3 separate regions of the Mus musculus genome follow, and all the other regions are linked to region 1. Evidence: chromatin contacts called from public HiChIP or PLAC-seq and promoter capture Hi-C data. All regions are on one chromosome and are shown on one strand. The core of a region is the stretch at or near the end of the contact, and the rest is flanking DNA. Distances in the headings are between cores, read along the strand shown. Region 1 overlaps Gap43 (growth associated protein 43). Region 2 holds the start of Zdhhc23 (zinc finger, DHHC domain containing 23). Region 3 holds the start of Ccdc191 (coiled-coil domain containing 191).

Region 1 (4,801 bases), core at 1,047-3,546:
TTCAGGTTGCAGTCAGTCCTCAGTGTAATCTATAGATCACTGACTGCAATCAATCAAAAAACGCATCTGGGTACGTCTGAGCAGACTCCTGCCCTCAGCAGCCTTCGAGGTAGAGTGAATGAGTCTTTTTCTTATAATTATATTAGTTGGCAGACATGTACAATGAAAGTTACAAACCCCTGATGTAGATGGAAGAGCATTTTTGTTGCTCATTTGAAGCTGGGTTGGAAGAAAAATCATTTAATCTATTTAAACTTGAACTTTGTAACAGTGCAGTCTTCCATTTCCCAGGAAACAAAGGTATGTTAGTAGAAACGGCCTTGCGGTGAACAGCTTCTTAGAAAAGACAATTGTTAACCTTAAAACTTAAAACACCTCCCACACTATAATAACACAAGTGAAAATTTCTTCATCTGTCTGCAAAACTTCAAGTTCATCCAAAATGGAGCTGGAGAGCTGTCTATCTCTTATGGAAACTTATACCAATCAGGTTTAATAAACCTGATTATTTACAGGATCATGGGTACCGTACCAATGGCTATATCACCAAAGAATCTCTCTCTCTCTCTCTCTCTCTCTCTCTCTCTCTCTCTCTCATCCACCATTAATTCATATAAATCATCAGTTAGAGATGTGCTCCCATAAGTCCTTCCTCTGATCGTGACAGGGTCTTCATGTGTCTGATCTTATACCAGGAATCATAGCTACAGAGCATTCTAGATTGCAAAAGCCAGGTCCTGCCACAAGACAGAAGCCTTTATTTACATCTGATTTCATTGGAAAAGGGGTGTATGCATAAAACCACACACACGCACACACACACACACACACACACAGACACACACACACACACTCACACTCACACACCTCCTCTCTGAGCTATGTGTTATGTTAGCCAATTCAACAGTAGTGAGAAGGAAGGTTACAAACCTACTGTTTACCTGAAACCTTTGTGTCAGAATTCGATTCTCAAGAGCAACGTTATGGGAGAGAGGGTAGCTAAATGGCGTTTCAAGGGAACCTTCTTGCTGCCTGGTTAAATGGTAGAAGGAACTGTTGGGTGAGGAGACTGGATAGAGAGAAGAGTCAAATTAATAGGCACCTGAGAAAGAGCCACATTGAATTGTAAGTGCAGACGAGGAGAGTTGCTTAGGCATAAGGATACAGTTGTCATATGGTCATCTTCAGGCTTAAGAAAGAAACGTTAGGTAAAGGGCTTTTCAGCTACCAGCACTTACTACTGAGTGCTGTCTGATCCAGAACAGCCAGGGTACTGGGCAGTTCCCTGTGAGGAAGAGAGAAGAATCTAGATCACTTAGTGGGCTCAGTCACTACATCCATAAGTGTCCAAAGAGTGTTCCCTAAGGCCCACAGACCATCCTGGCATCGAACCCCTCCCTTTTTCTCCCATCATGCAATGTATCAGTCTTCAGGCTTTCCTTCCTGTAATTACCTTCGAAGTTGTGCCTTTGAATGTTATCTGGGTTAGGTGACTGCTCTCAGTCAGTTATTACCAAATTCTTCACTCCTATCACAGTTTATGTGTTTCGTATGTTTTGATCTTTTTTTTTTCTTTTCAATAACTCGGCCTAATAACAAAGACACTTTTCTAGAGGTACAGAAGTAACAGGCAGCACTGAGCTTAGAAAAACTGTGGACATTCTATGGACACTCAGATGAGAAATTAATTAAACACACTGCCTGATGGTTTGGATTCAGGGGCACCCTGAAGCTCACCCTCTTACCCTTGATATACAAAATCTGTATAAAATAAGGAACTGACAAGACCCCAGACTTTGGGGAGCAGAGGAGGGGGCTGAAACTAACTTGCTTTTTCCCTAAGCAACGCTGATTTTGACTGGCCTCTCTGCAGTTTCCGCTCTTTCTTGCACACACTGATTTTTGGCTTCCTTTCTGTGCTTTAGTTGATCTGCCCTACTCCCTACATTTTGACATCTGTTTCCTTTGGTCATCCCTACTTTGCACTTCATTCTCTGTCTTCCGCGATGGAACTGGCTCCTTCCGGGTGATCTCATCGCTTTGTTTCTCAGCCTCAGCATGCTCCTCTCTCTCTCTCTCTCTCTCTCTCTCTCTCTCTCTCTCTCTCTCTCTCTCTCTCTCTGTCTGTCTCTGTCTTGCTGTCTTTCAGAGCCCCCACCTCTCAGCTTGCCGGGGTGGGGAGTGGTGGTGGGGCTGAGGGCGTGGCTTGAGACCCCAGATCCTAAGGATGCCAGGGCGGAGCACAGACTGATCATTCGGATGCCCCACCCGCACAGCCCTAGTGTTCGCCCAGAGGTCTGCAACTAGTGGAGCCCCTCCTCCAATTCAGCAAGCATCTAGTCTTAATGCTCTCTCAGAGCGCTAGGGAATTCTTGTTTGGGAGGTAATTGCTTCTTGCATAGGCTTGTTTTGAAGAACAAAAGCTCGAGCCTCTGTCCCAGACCTCTCAGAAGAACAGTGAGGGCCAATGGGCTGGGCTCCTTTCTTAGTCTTCTTAAATCAACCAGCTTGCTCCTGCTGCTTATGCAGAGACCTGGGTGGGTTACACAGCAGGTGACAAAGAATGGGAAAAGCTAACTGGGTCAATTGGAAGTCTGTCTCCATTTTTTTTTCCCTGACTTGGAGGCTGCTAAGGGCACATTAGCATCCCTTAGGCTATGTTCACTGTTTCCTTCAGCGGGACAAGGGGAGACCATAGCAAAGGGCTGGATGGTTTCTTTACCTCAGCAGAATCAGACATTTGCAAACTAAGTAAGAATCATGGAAGATGTTACAAAAGAGAAAGCCAGCTAAGGCAAAACCAGGGACTCCATTTGAAAACAATGACCCTTCGGAATTATTAGTATTCATTTACATTTATTTAGGTTTCTTGAGTAACTGCACACAGTCCTCTCTCTCTCTCTCTCTCTCTCTCTCTCTCTCTCTCTCTCTCTCTCTCTCTCTCCAAACTTGGGAGGACAGTAAATGAAGCAGGTGGAAAGAAGTGAAATTACCATCCATGTGGCGAAATTTAGATACTGTGAGATTTCCTCTTGGCTTGGAAACACCTGGCACCAGGGTTGTTCATTCATCCAGTAACATGAATGAATCTCGGAGACTGGCAGTGGGATAGGGTGGTGTCGGGGGCTGTACGTGACATCACACTCACAAATGGAAGAATAGCGAGAAGCCTCCAGCTAGCTTCCATGGGTCCCTGCCTAGGAGGTGGCAGCTGTGCAAGGACCCAGGATCACACAGAAACTACTATGTGGAAAGATGACACTGGGCAGGCCAGCACACGTGCATGCGCGCACATACACACACACACACAATGTATATATATATATATATATATATATATATATATATACATACATACATATACACACACATATATAATGTGTATATGTGTATATATTTGCATATCTTCGTTATTTTTAGCCATCTGACTTTCTTCCTCCAACCAGCTTGTGATCATATTATTCACATATACTCACAGTGTGACTTTTTAAATGGTAACTTAGGTATTCCTTTAGAATCCTTTCCTCCCTTATCACAGAGGCTTTGGGGAAGCTGTGACTTTCTGCTGACTAATGAATGGTGTAGTGCCAGCCTTTAGGAAGAGCTGGTATCAGCATGTTATCGACTGGCGTTTACAGGATGTTAGTATCTATTTGACAATGAAATGATTCATTTGTCAATTCATAGGTACTATATATAGTAAAGGCACCCTCCACTGTAAGGAACCAAGCGTAGGACCATAGCTGCCAGCGGGATTTCCCTTTTCAGCTCGGTGATCTACTGGAAGTGGCTATTTATGATAATGCATATAAACAATTAAGCATATGTAATTATGATAAAATCAGTGACAGTAGAGGCCAAAGTCCAGGGAGGAGACCCCATCCATACTAGATTCTGCAATTAGATTACAAATCTCAGATGCTTCATTTTCTAGGGAAACAGAAAATCAGAAAAAATGCACATAATCATCTGCTGGTAGAGCTTTGATGCTTGGGGTGTTTGATTCATCAGATAGGTAGACTGAATCCACTGAAGTATAAGGACTTTCACAGGTCTCAGGCAGGTTGGGAGGGTCAAATAGGGAGCCCTGGACACCTGACAACTCTTCTCTTCTTCCTCCTCTTCTTCTTCCCCCTCCTCCTTTCCCTCCTCCTCCCCCTCCTCCTTACTCTCCTCTCCCTCCTCTTCTACCTTCTTCTTCCTCCTCCCCTTCCTCCCCCTCCTCCTCTTTCTTCTTCTCCTCTTCCCTTCCTCCCCTCCTATATTCCTCATTTCTCTAAATCCAATAAACAGTCAATCCTTGAAAACAGCTTTCCATGTAGAGTGCTATTCAGAAGGAACTGTGGATTTCGCAGAACAGGCGGTGTGGGTGATATGGCCAGCACTGTTCACATTAATGTTCCTAGTTTTGTTAAGATATAGATGCAGTAAACCTGGGCCAGGCAAGTCTGCACTGAGAGTGGCCATTGCCAGCTGTTCCCAGTAGTGCAGAGGAGGCTGGTCTTTCTGGCCCTGTAGCCTGCCTGCCTTTCCTCTTTGCTTTTTCTTTGCACAGATGCAGCAGCCCTGGGAGATTTAAGGACCCTTTTATGGTCCTGTTGCCAGGTCACAGCTCGATTTGCTAGTATGGATGCCATTCACTGCCTGTCCTCAGCCAGGCTGGAGATTGTTAGAAGTCATCTCTAGAGGCTGGTGTCTTGAGCTAAAGGGTGTGATCTTTTATCTAGTGACTTAGCACCATTTAACTTGGTTCCACAAACCTTTCACACATAAACAATTTGCTCAGCTCTGGTGGCAAAAG
Region 2 (4,801 bases), core at 1,172-3,671, 1.7 Mb before region 1:
ACATTATATGTTTATACATATACTCATATATCTTTTGGAGTAAAGTAATTGGCAAAAATTGAAGTCTGATTCTTGATCATTTTGTTTGCAGCTGAAGAGCTCACTCATTATGCTTCAAAAAACCTTTGATTTACTAAATAAGAACAAGTCTGGGGTGGCTGTGGAGAGCTAGTGCTGAAATGTGGAAACCAAAGAGACATCTGGACCTAGAAGGCAACATCTGGAAGGAATCGGAGGATGAAGACTGTCACTGTCATAAGGACATTTCTGATATTTTTATTACCAGGATTTCTACCAGGAAAGCTGTATTTAAATAACATTTACTCAATGACTACTCTCCAATAGCCTTAAGACTCTATCTTTTCACTTCTTATAGATACTTTTAAGCTGTGAATTTCTCCAGTGAACCATGAAATATATTTTGGAATTGAAATTCTGTGACACAAAAGGGGAAGGAAGGCACTGTGGGTAGGATGGCTATTCTTCTATAGTGAGGCTTGCTACTTGATCCTTTAAATTTATGTTAGCACAGAGTCCCTGTGTGCCCAGGGTGGGGGTGGGGGGCTGCGTTTGTAACTGAGTTTAAGAGCCTAAAAAGGTAAGAAGAAACCCCTCAATCATTTATCACCTTAAAGGATCGTTTTCCAAGTGCATACATTCCAGGCTTGTATCTTTAAATTTTACAGTGCCTTCCTTGACTTGGCCTCAAGGCCAATGGTCAGACCTTTTGTATGTCCGAAAGAGTCATTGGCCATGTTGTATCTGAATGAAGGGATATATATGTATATATATACACACATATATACATGTACATATATATACATATGTGTGTGCATATATGTATGTACGTATAAGTACCAAAGGTGAGATTATCCTTTATATATCAAAAAGACTGAACAGTAATTTAGGAGAAGGAAGTATATAGGACATCAATGCTCATAATGAACTACTTTCAGTTTTAGAAGTCGTAAGATTATTATAAAATCTGGGCATTCCATGACAGATCAAATTGAGTCCATGAGTAATGCTTAGATTCAGCTTAGCAACACCCATGATAGAGGTGGCCCATCAGGTAGAAAATAATTAATCACTTTTCAGTAGCAGCTAACTTGTCTTGCTGGCAAATTATAAGCTGGACACAAACTTGCACTCAGCAATAAAGACTGGGGGGCATGCAAGCTGACCGGAGTTGAGAGGCGCAAGCTTGGGCTCTCGGGAAAACCACTCAGGCACTTGTGTCAGCACCAGTGGTTTGTGAAAATAAGGACTTGGCGACTTGACTTGAAATTAGCTGCGTCCCCCGGGATTTAGGAAATGTTCAGGACGTATTTATTGTTTTGTTCTCTAGCTGTCTTTCTAGAACACGCACATATATTTATTTTTATTGAATATCCATTGCCTTTAGTCAATGTTTCCTTTCCCTCAGTGTCACCAAAGCCAAATGTCATTGCTAACAATGTTTTTGAGACGCCTGTAGGGAATAAAAATACTGGCTAAAGGGAAGGGTTTCTCTTCATGAATCCTAACTAATCTCCCTGGGGCAGGGGGCTTCGGAGTAATACCTTCTGTTCTGTTCTGTTCTGTTCTGCTTTGTTTTGTTCTGTTCTGTTCTGTTCTGTTTTGTTTGTGATAAGAACATAGGAAGTCTCTGGCTGTGAGTTTGAGTGACTGGATTAGAAACTTCAGATTGTTAAATTTAGAAAAATGTTAACTGTCAAAGTGAATGCTTTTGTGGTTTCTCTTAAAGCACTTCACCATATACCTCAAAGATTACCAACGTCACTTTGTAGATAAAACACTAAATATGTACGTAGAATTAATGAGATCTTAATCTGTTATGTATGGATTGACTTCAATAAAACCGGAAATGTTTAAGTTGTCGTTTTTTCTTCTGTTTCTGCTTAAAACCAAACCAAAACCTAGAAAGCCTGGGGTAGGGAAAACCTGTACGTAGGCCCATAGTTCTTACAGATTTGTGCTGCAATACAAACCCAGAGGGGACTCTCTTGGGCAATTTCATTGCAAATGTGCAGACTACTGAATCAAAAGTACCACCGAGGCCTGGCTGGAAAGCAGCTCCATCCTCCAGGACTCGCGAGCGAGAACAAGTTGGATAAGCCGGGCTTGGGGTCCACAGCGGGCCTCAAGGGAAGGCGGGCGACTCGTGGGGTGGCACCTCTGAAGGCGGCCAAGGTGCGGATCGAACCCCAACGCCTGTTGCCGGCGCTGGAGGACCGCAGGCGACCGGCGGAACTCTGGCGGCGCGCGAGCGCCGGGGTCCGATCCCGCACCCCGGCGGCACCGCGAGGGCCCCGGCGCAGGTGCGAGGTGGCCCGGCCGGAGCGCGGCGGGGGAGGGGCCTCGTGGGCAGGCGGCGCACGTGCGGGCGGCGGGATCCCGGCGCCGGGGGCGGGGCACCCGGAAGCGCGCGCCGACCTGCGGAGCGGCGACCGGGGGCGACTGGCTCGCTCGGCAGGCGCGCGCACCGGCGGTGCTCACAGGTGGGCGACTCCGCCCGGCACTCCCGAGCCTGCCGTGCGGGGTCGCAGGCTCAGCCGCGCCCAGGGGAGTCGGTCCTCCTCCCGGTCCCCGCCTCTGTCGGGAGGGCAGGTAACTTCCCCGCCAAGGTCATTCTCCAGGCCCGCCCACGCCCTCGGAGCGGCGGGTTCGGAGTGGGCTGGACGGGCGACCTCGGGGCTGCTGGGGCTCCTGGCATCCCCGGGCCGGTGGGTGGTTGCAGCGCCAGGGCGTCGCTGCCTGCACCTGCGAGGGTGAGTTTCCACGGCGCGCAGCCTTGGGGTGGGGACAGCCCGGCCCTTTGAGCCGGCACCCTCAGGTGAACTGGGCCGCCCTAGCTCTGCTGTCCCGGGCCGCGTGGTCGGCTGTCGCCATGGGAACGGCTGGTGCCCAGATGTTGCTAGCCTAGCTGGGAAGGGGAGGGGAAGGTGCTCAGAGCCCCAGAAGTCAAGGAACCCTCCTGTCAGGCCACGCGGAGCCCGAAAAGCCTGATGAAAGCAGGACCCTTCCCCCCTTTTCATTTTTTTATTGCTCAGGCGTTGGCGTTAATGAGAAGCAAGGATGTGTTTACAGGATGTGAGTTGAGTTCTTGCCACCTTTACCTTCTGTGAGCTTCTTATGCCTCATGGTGACAGGTACAAATCCGTACACTAAAGGGCAATATGAAGCCAGTCAAAAAAAAGAAAACCGAAGAACCTGAATTGGAGCCCCTGTGCTGTTGCGAATACATAGATCGAAATGGGGAAAAGAACCACGTGGCTGCCTGTTTGTGTGATTGTCAAGACCTCGATGAAGGCTGTGACAGGTAAGCTTACAGTTTCCAGATGCTGACCCCACTGGTTCTGTTGAGACCTACATATGTATATATATTCCTTCAGGTTTGCCGTCCAGAATGCTGAGGTTTGTTCTTGCTATTCCAAAGGATCTAAAATAGAGGATTGGTTTTTTGCTGTCAGGTGTGAGGATTTTAACAGTTTTCATTTTAAAGGATCATGGAGGATAGTAGGGTAGATTAGATGTATATAAGAACGCAATCCAGCACACACACTGCAAGTTTAAATGGACACTCCAGAAAGTTCTGTATTTTCAGTGATCTTAGTAGGACCCATGCATGGGGTTGTTCTCACGTGGTCACATGAACTTGAAGGGTAAAAGATAGCTTCTCTGTTCTCAGTTCACCCTGTATTTCCAGAGAGAGAGGCCATGTACACCTTGTGGGGAGTGACTGTTTTTCTGTGTGTAGCAACACAGTCCTGGTTGGAATATTGTCTTATCTTTGGCCTTTACTTTTACCACAATCTCAGCGATGGAGATTGCTATCTAAAAAGAGAGTTTTTAACCTCTGTTAAAACCAGTTTGTATCAAGCAGCAATAAACTGCTTTTAGCCATTTTTCTAAATATATATATTTTAAACATCTGCTTATGGAAGGCATAAAGTGATAGGAAGAGGGATGTTGGAGACAAGCTTTTCCCAGAAATTGTCCCTTCTGGCTACACAGTCATGGTGACTGTAGATTGTTAATCAGGCCAAGAACAGCTTTGCATGGGGACCACTGCAGTCTTCTGTCACTCTTGACTGGTAAAGCCCATTACCTCTTTGTTCCTTGTCTCTTTCTATAGTATTTCTTTTTAAATAGGTAGCCTTAAATATAGCTTCTTGAGACTTAGTCTAAAATCCATCCTGAGGAAAATAGAGCACTTTGCACTAAGGAATGGAGAGTGTATGCCAGTTCCATAATGGCCATCATTCAGGAAGGACCATGGCTTTGCCACTAACTTTGCTAACTCTTCCTCTCTCCTAGCCCTTGGGGCCTGAGCTGTCCTGAGTTCTCTCCTCTGCCCTATCTTTTTTCCTGGAGACAGGCTGCCCTGTTCCCACCACTCCTACTACTCTCTGACTCCAGGTGATATCTCCCATTCACTTTAAGGTGTGTCGTGCCTTTAAAAAAAAAGCCTACAGTTATTTTTACCTAAACTACCTTTTCTTTCTCGCCTGTCTTAGTCCACTTAGGCTGCTGCAACAAAATACTTCAGAGTGGGTACATTACAAGTGATGGAAGTGGACTGTCTACGGTTCTAAAGGTGGAGAAACCCAAAGTCCAAGTGCTGGCAGATTTAGTATCTAGTGTGGCCCCTCTTCCTCATGGGTGGTATCTGCTCAGTGTATCCCCACCCAGCAGAATGGATGAAAACCCTGCCTTTCTTGGTCTTCTTTTGTGTGGATGTTAATCTCATCCACAGTGTGTTCTGTTGACCTCACACTTCCCAAGAGCCCCACCTCTG
Region 3 (4,801 bases), core at 1,546-4,045, 1.6 Mb before region 1:
CTCTCAATGGATGCTCCAGCTTACTCTTTATTAGTGCAACATTAAGTGAAATTTTAGCATTTACTCCAATACTCCCAGTGATGGAAAACATGCCTCTTAATGAAAACTTTTAGTCCATTTTTGGACTGCTCTTGACATTAATGAATTCTGGTGATAGCCATGTAGCTTTCGCCAATGGGTCCTCTTGTTGAAGTACGTACAAAACCGTCTTCCTTGTGTCTGACGAAGGCTACAACTTTACCTCCCAAGGTCTCTTTTTTCTTACTCTATTGGCTTCTTCATGTAATGCTCATGCTAGTGGAAAGGCATGTGCATCGACTTGTTTTCTTGTTTATACTTAAGCCACCTCACGAAAAGCAACAGAATAATGAAAGATGTTAGAAAATCTAAAATTGAGGTGACATACAAAATCGTACAGGAATAGCAACAGTCACCTGTATGCACACTGGAGATCTATCATGACACCTGAGCCTTATGCTTCCTGTTTGATTTTGAAATGCCTTACCTTAATCCAGTGCCCCACATTATCAGGCTCAAATGAAGACTGTAGGAAATAGATACAAACTATTAATGCATAGCAATAGCTTCAGCAACACTACTGTCTTTAAGCTGTCTTCTCACTAAAGCATATGGAAAGGTAGCCTTCATCCTTTCCTCCCAACTTTTCACTGGCAAGTTCAGCACTGACTAGCAGGGAACGCGCATTAAACCACAGGAGAAGAAACAGGAGGCCTTGTCTGTGACATCCTTATCACTCCTGGCTACCTTGAGATTGTAATGTACTAGGTCTGTAGTCTAGGCATCAGCATTTTTTTTTTTATGTCTTAGTTCTCCAGGGCTAAGAGTCAACGTATAGAAGTATGTATTCTATATTCGGGTATAGAAACATTACTTCTCATGAAACCCATACAAACACTGTTTAGTTCACCTCTTTCTGCCATTTTCTGCTTAACGACTGTTATGGTCCTTTCTTTTCCTGTTTGTAGAAGTAGCCAGATGCCTTCCAGTCCTTCCTACACCTGAGATGTCTGATAAAACAGGAGTGGGGGGTGTGGAACAAAACTACTCAACTTGTACTGTTGTACCAAGCCTAAAACGAACGAAACAAATTAATCTCTACCCAGATCAGTCAGCTATTAACCTGAACTGAGAAATGGAGACCACAGGGAGCCTCCTCTGTTCTCTGACATCCAGAAGCTCACAGAACTCTAACAGCCACTGAGTAAGCAAGGGGATTTGCTTTGCAAAAATATTCGGGGTTTGTTTTTTTTTTTTTTTAAAACAACGGGACAAGAAACCAATCAACTGGCACAAGAAAGTTGCTGTAAAGGGTATAATATCCTCCCTCACTTACCTAACACTTCACCTTCATCTCACCTTACACACAATTAATGCAGCTGTTCTGTCTAAATAACTGTCATGGCAACAAAGAAAGAGCTGATCTTATTCAAACACAGTTGAATTTCAAGGCGCTCATGGATTTTACTTTATCCTCTAGACAGTAATAATGAGCACTATCAGGGGGGAAAAATCCCTCTTTTTGTAGTTCTAAGTTGTCCCAATTTTTTTTTTTTTTTTTTTTTTGCCTTGCATCATCAAATCTATATTCATATGCTATTTCGGGCCCCATCTATTATGCAATGGAGCAACCTCAGTTTCCACTCACTAATGCTCTGGCCTGTGCCCTCTGGTATCTGGAGCATGGTTTTCACTAAGCGGAATGTGCCCTGTGCACACAGCTGCTATATTTAGGATAACCCACAAGAATGATTACCTGGGGCCCCCACAAAAGCCACTCGTCTAAGAGGATTTTTTTTTCTTTTTACAGGAAAGTAAAACTGAAAGGTAAGAGCAGCTGGTGAAACTGCTCTGCTGCTGAAAGCTGAAGCCCCTCCATTTCAATACTCTCCTTTACATTTAAAGCATCTATTTTTGTGACTGTTAAGAGGTATTCTGGAAGGCACACTTGGTGTGGCTGTGACTTTGCATGGCTGTGACTTTTGTAATGTTCCAAGTTTTAAATGGTGTCTCTTTTATTTTTAATTACCCCCCACCCCCACCCCAATTCTTCCTCAACCTCCTGATGCCTTTAGGTGCTAATACACAGAAGAGGTAAGAGATACAGGGAGGCTCTAACTTTGAATGCTCGTGAAATTTAGAGATAACCATATGGATAAAGTATTGAGATACAACCATCTGGACTTCTGGGTTCATTTTAGATACCTTGTGTAAAACTGGAAAGGGAAAGATATAAGGGATAACGTCAGAGAATTTCGTGTGATGATTTTTTTTTTCCTTTTAAAGACCCCTTAACTCAGATTTGAAGGGGGCAGAAGAAAATGTGCGGAAAGTTTCCTAAAATTGGTGGCAGAGTAAGGATTAGGGGCAAATTCCCCTCACCATGATGGACACTAGGAGACCTCTCCATAGATAGAAATAATCCTTACAGGATGCAGCCCATCACAGTAGTGAGTACACAGACCCTTTGGCTCCTTAAATCACGCTACCTAGGGCTGTGCAGGCTCTAGGGTAGCCAAGGCCAGGTAAGGATGCCCCCGGGGGAAGAGTGAGGAAGCGCAGGGCGGGAAGCGGCTGGCTTCAGGACTGTGTGGCGCCTAGGGCCGGCCCATGTTCCTCAAAGCTCCCGACTGGGATCACCTTGAGATTCAGCTTCCTTGATAACCGTTTCCAGCGACTCAGCTCCATCTTCTTCTTTGAGGCGGACCCTCCCTGGGGCGCCAGCAGCACGTTTTGCACTCTCGGGCCTAGACTTCGGCCACAACAGAGACAACTGCGCCTCCTCCCAGACTGCTTTCAGGTGGTTCTGGGAGTTGTAGTTCTGCCACCTAGCAGCTAGACAGGGGTCAGACATTCCGGAACTACTACTCCCAGGAGGCGTTGCGCGGGAAGCTTGCTTTCACGCTGTTACTATGGCATCGGCGGAGGTCACTGGGCTTCTTTAGCAGGGCCTTTGCGTAATTCTGGCGCTTGGTGATGACGCAGAAATTCCGGATTGGCTCTGCGGCGGAGACCGTGGTTTAGTGGGCCAAGGGTTCTACGAGTCGGAACACGTGTTATCTCTTGCGAAGAGTTTAAGGGTCCTGAGGGTGCGGAGTTGTGTTATCAACCGGTGAGTGTTCCTTTTCCTTGTTGAGGGAGGGTGAATAGCGCCCACTTTTTTTTTTTTTTTATTGCGTTGCAGTCTTGTTCCCACCTCGTCATTACTTGGTTTCTTGTTGGTCTAGGCTTTTGCCAGCTCCGAGTCTCCCAGTGTGATTGCCAGTTACAGTTCAGAAAGAAAAGGACCTCCGTTCTCCTGGCCTCTGCCAGAGAATGAGCTTCTCAGCTGCAAGTTTTTCTGAGTTTAGCAGTTACTTGGGAAGCTATACGAATAGGAAAGTCTAGGGCTCCTGGGATGGCTAATGGAACTAAGGGAAAATTGAATCTAAATAGCCATGCCTGGATGTTGTCATGAACAGCCCACTGAAGGCGTGTGTGCTTTCAAGGCAGGGCAGAAATTCAGAACTGGAGCTTTGGACCCGGCCACTTGTTGGCAATTCAGCTTACTTACTGGCAAAATGGGATTGTACCTAAACCCTGGGAGTATTGTAATGATTGAAAAAGCAACGTGTGTAAAACATTCTGCCAGGGAATCTAAACCAAACTATAAACTGGTGGAAATATGATAAGGAAAGCTGTGCCCCATAGACCTAGCACCTGCCCTCTAACTTGAGTGTGAACCAGTAAGAACATTGTTGAATGGGCTGTGTTACGTTCAGACTTTCCGCTGTCTCAATGGTAGTTAGTTCTTTTGGAAGAGTTAGTTTCATGGCGATTTTTTGGAAGGTGTGCCTATTTTTTCCTGAATGAAAAGCAGAGTTCAGAGAAGTGCATATAATACAGTGTGTGTCCATTTTTGGAGAACAAGTGTGTTTAAATGTTTGGATGAGTCTGGAGAAAGGCTGTCAATTTGGAGAAGATGGCTTAGAGGTAGAGGGGCAAGATGGGAAAAGAACAATTACACTGTAGCAAAATGGGAACTATCACAGTTAATATGGAAACATTGTATTTGACAAATTTCAGTTTCTTTTAAGCCACTAGCCTATATTATAGCCTCTAAAACTAATACATCTATAATTCCAGTAACAACTCTGCCAGTTACTACTGGTAACTGTCTTAGTCACTGTTCTGTTGCTGTGAAGAGACACCATGACCAAAGCAACTGTTATAAAAGAAAACGTTTGATTGAGGGCTTGCTTACAGTTTTAGAGGTTTAGTCCATTATCATCACAGCAGGAAGCATGTTGGCATGCAGGCAGACGCCTGAGCAGTAGCTGAGAACTGCATTCTCATCCATAGGAACAAAGAGAATTGGCATGTACTTTTGAAACCTAAAAGCCAGTGACACATTTCCTCCAACAAGTCCATAACTCTTATCCTTCTAATCCTTTCAAATAGTACAACTCCCTGGTGACTAAGCATTCAAATATATGAGCCTGTGGGGGCCATTCTTACTCACACCCCACAGCGACTTTATTAGCTTCACTTGACTAGTTTATAAAATAAAGGTGAGTAGGGTCTGTGTTGTATTTGTTTTGAGGGTTAATGTAGTTAATGTATCAAGCATGGTAAGTACCCAATAAATGTAACTACTATGATTGTTAGGCCTTTCAATGGATGAAGTTACCATTTGCTTTTTTTGTTGTTGGGGTGGTGTCTCATTCTGTAGCCCTGTCTGGCCTGAAACACACTCTAGAGTCAGGCTGGCCTCAAACTTAACAGAGATTTGCCTGTCTCTCTG

What was found. Promoter capture Hi-C pulls out the DNA fragments that hold promoters and counts their contacts. HiChIP or PLAC-seq counts read pairs in DNA pulled down with a chosen protein or histone mark.
Region 2: a contact with region 1 is called in a promoter capture Hi-C map of embryonic stem cells, with 7 times the contacts expected there. The contact joins the promoter of Zdhhc23 here to the enhancer-like site in region 1. A contact is called at or near these places in 6 of 39 promoter capture datasets (the 3T3-L1 cell line, 3T3-L1-derived adipocytes, cranial neural crest and 3 more), 2 of 115 datasets of contacts at active chromatin or transcription factors (astrocytes and embryonic stem cells) and 1 of 9 other capture datasets (liver).
Region 3: a contact with region 1 is called in an H3K27ac HiChIP or PLAC-seq map of embryonic stem cells, with 4 times the contacts expected there. The contact joins the promoter of Ccdc191 here to the enhancer-like site in region 1. A contact is called at or near these places in 3 of 39 promoter capture datasets (the 3T3-L1 cell line, hippocampal neurons and liver), 2 of 115 datasets of contacts at active chromatin or transcription factors (astrocytes and embryonic stem cells) and 1 of 9 other capture datasets (adipose tissue).

The regions. Positions count from the first base shown.
Region 1 is chr16:42,303,691-42,308,491 of GRCm38.p6, reverse strand. All of the region lies in intron 1 of Gap43 (growth associated protein 43), which reads left to right. Among named protein-coding and RNA genes, the nearest start is that of Mir6540, 2.6 kb to the right of the region's middle. Within about 2 kb of position 2,296, at least 132 of the 459 cell types and tissues checked have an H3K27ac peak or open chromatin away from gene starts, as enhancers often do. A contact at or near this core is called in adipose tissue and embryonic stem cells, where this site is marked.
Region 2 is chr16:43,977,429-43,982,229 of GRCm38.p6, reverse strand. Zdhhc23 (zinc finger, DHHC domain containing 23) reads left to right here and starts at 2,421. Exons shown (of 5, transcript NM_001007460.2): 1 at 2,421-2,771; 2 at 3,054-3,322. The coding sequence starts at 3,180. Gramd1c (GRAM domain containing 1C) reads left to right here. Exons shown (of 17, transcript NM_001359085.1): 17 at 92-1,880. The coding sequence ends at 172. It overlaps Gm46552 (a long non-coding RNA gene), which reads right to left and starts at 2,357. Exons shown (of 2, transcript XR_001781930.1): 1 at 1,992-2,357.
Region 3 is chr16:43,887,896-43,892,696 of GRCm38.p6, reverse strand. Ccdc191 (coiled-coil domain containing 191) reads right to left here and starts at 2,795. Exons shown (of 16, transcript NM_027801.1): 1 at 2,659-2,795. The coding sequence starts at 2,706. Qtrt2 (queuine tRNA-ribosyltransferase accessory subunit 2) reads left to right here and starts at 3,021. Exons shown (of 9, transcript NM_001356329.1): 1 at 3,021-3,130.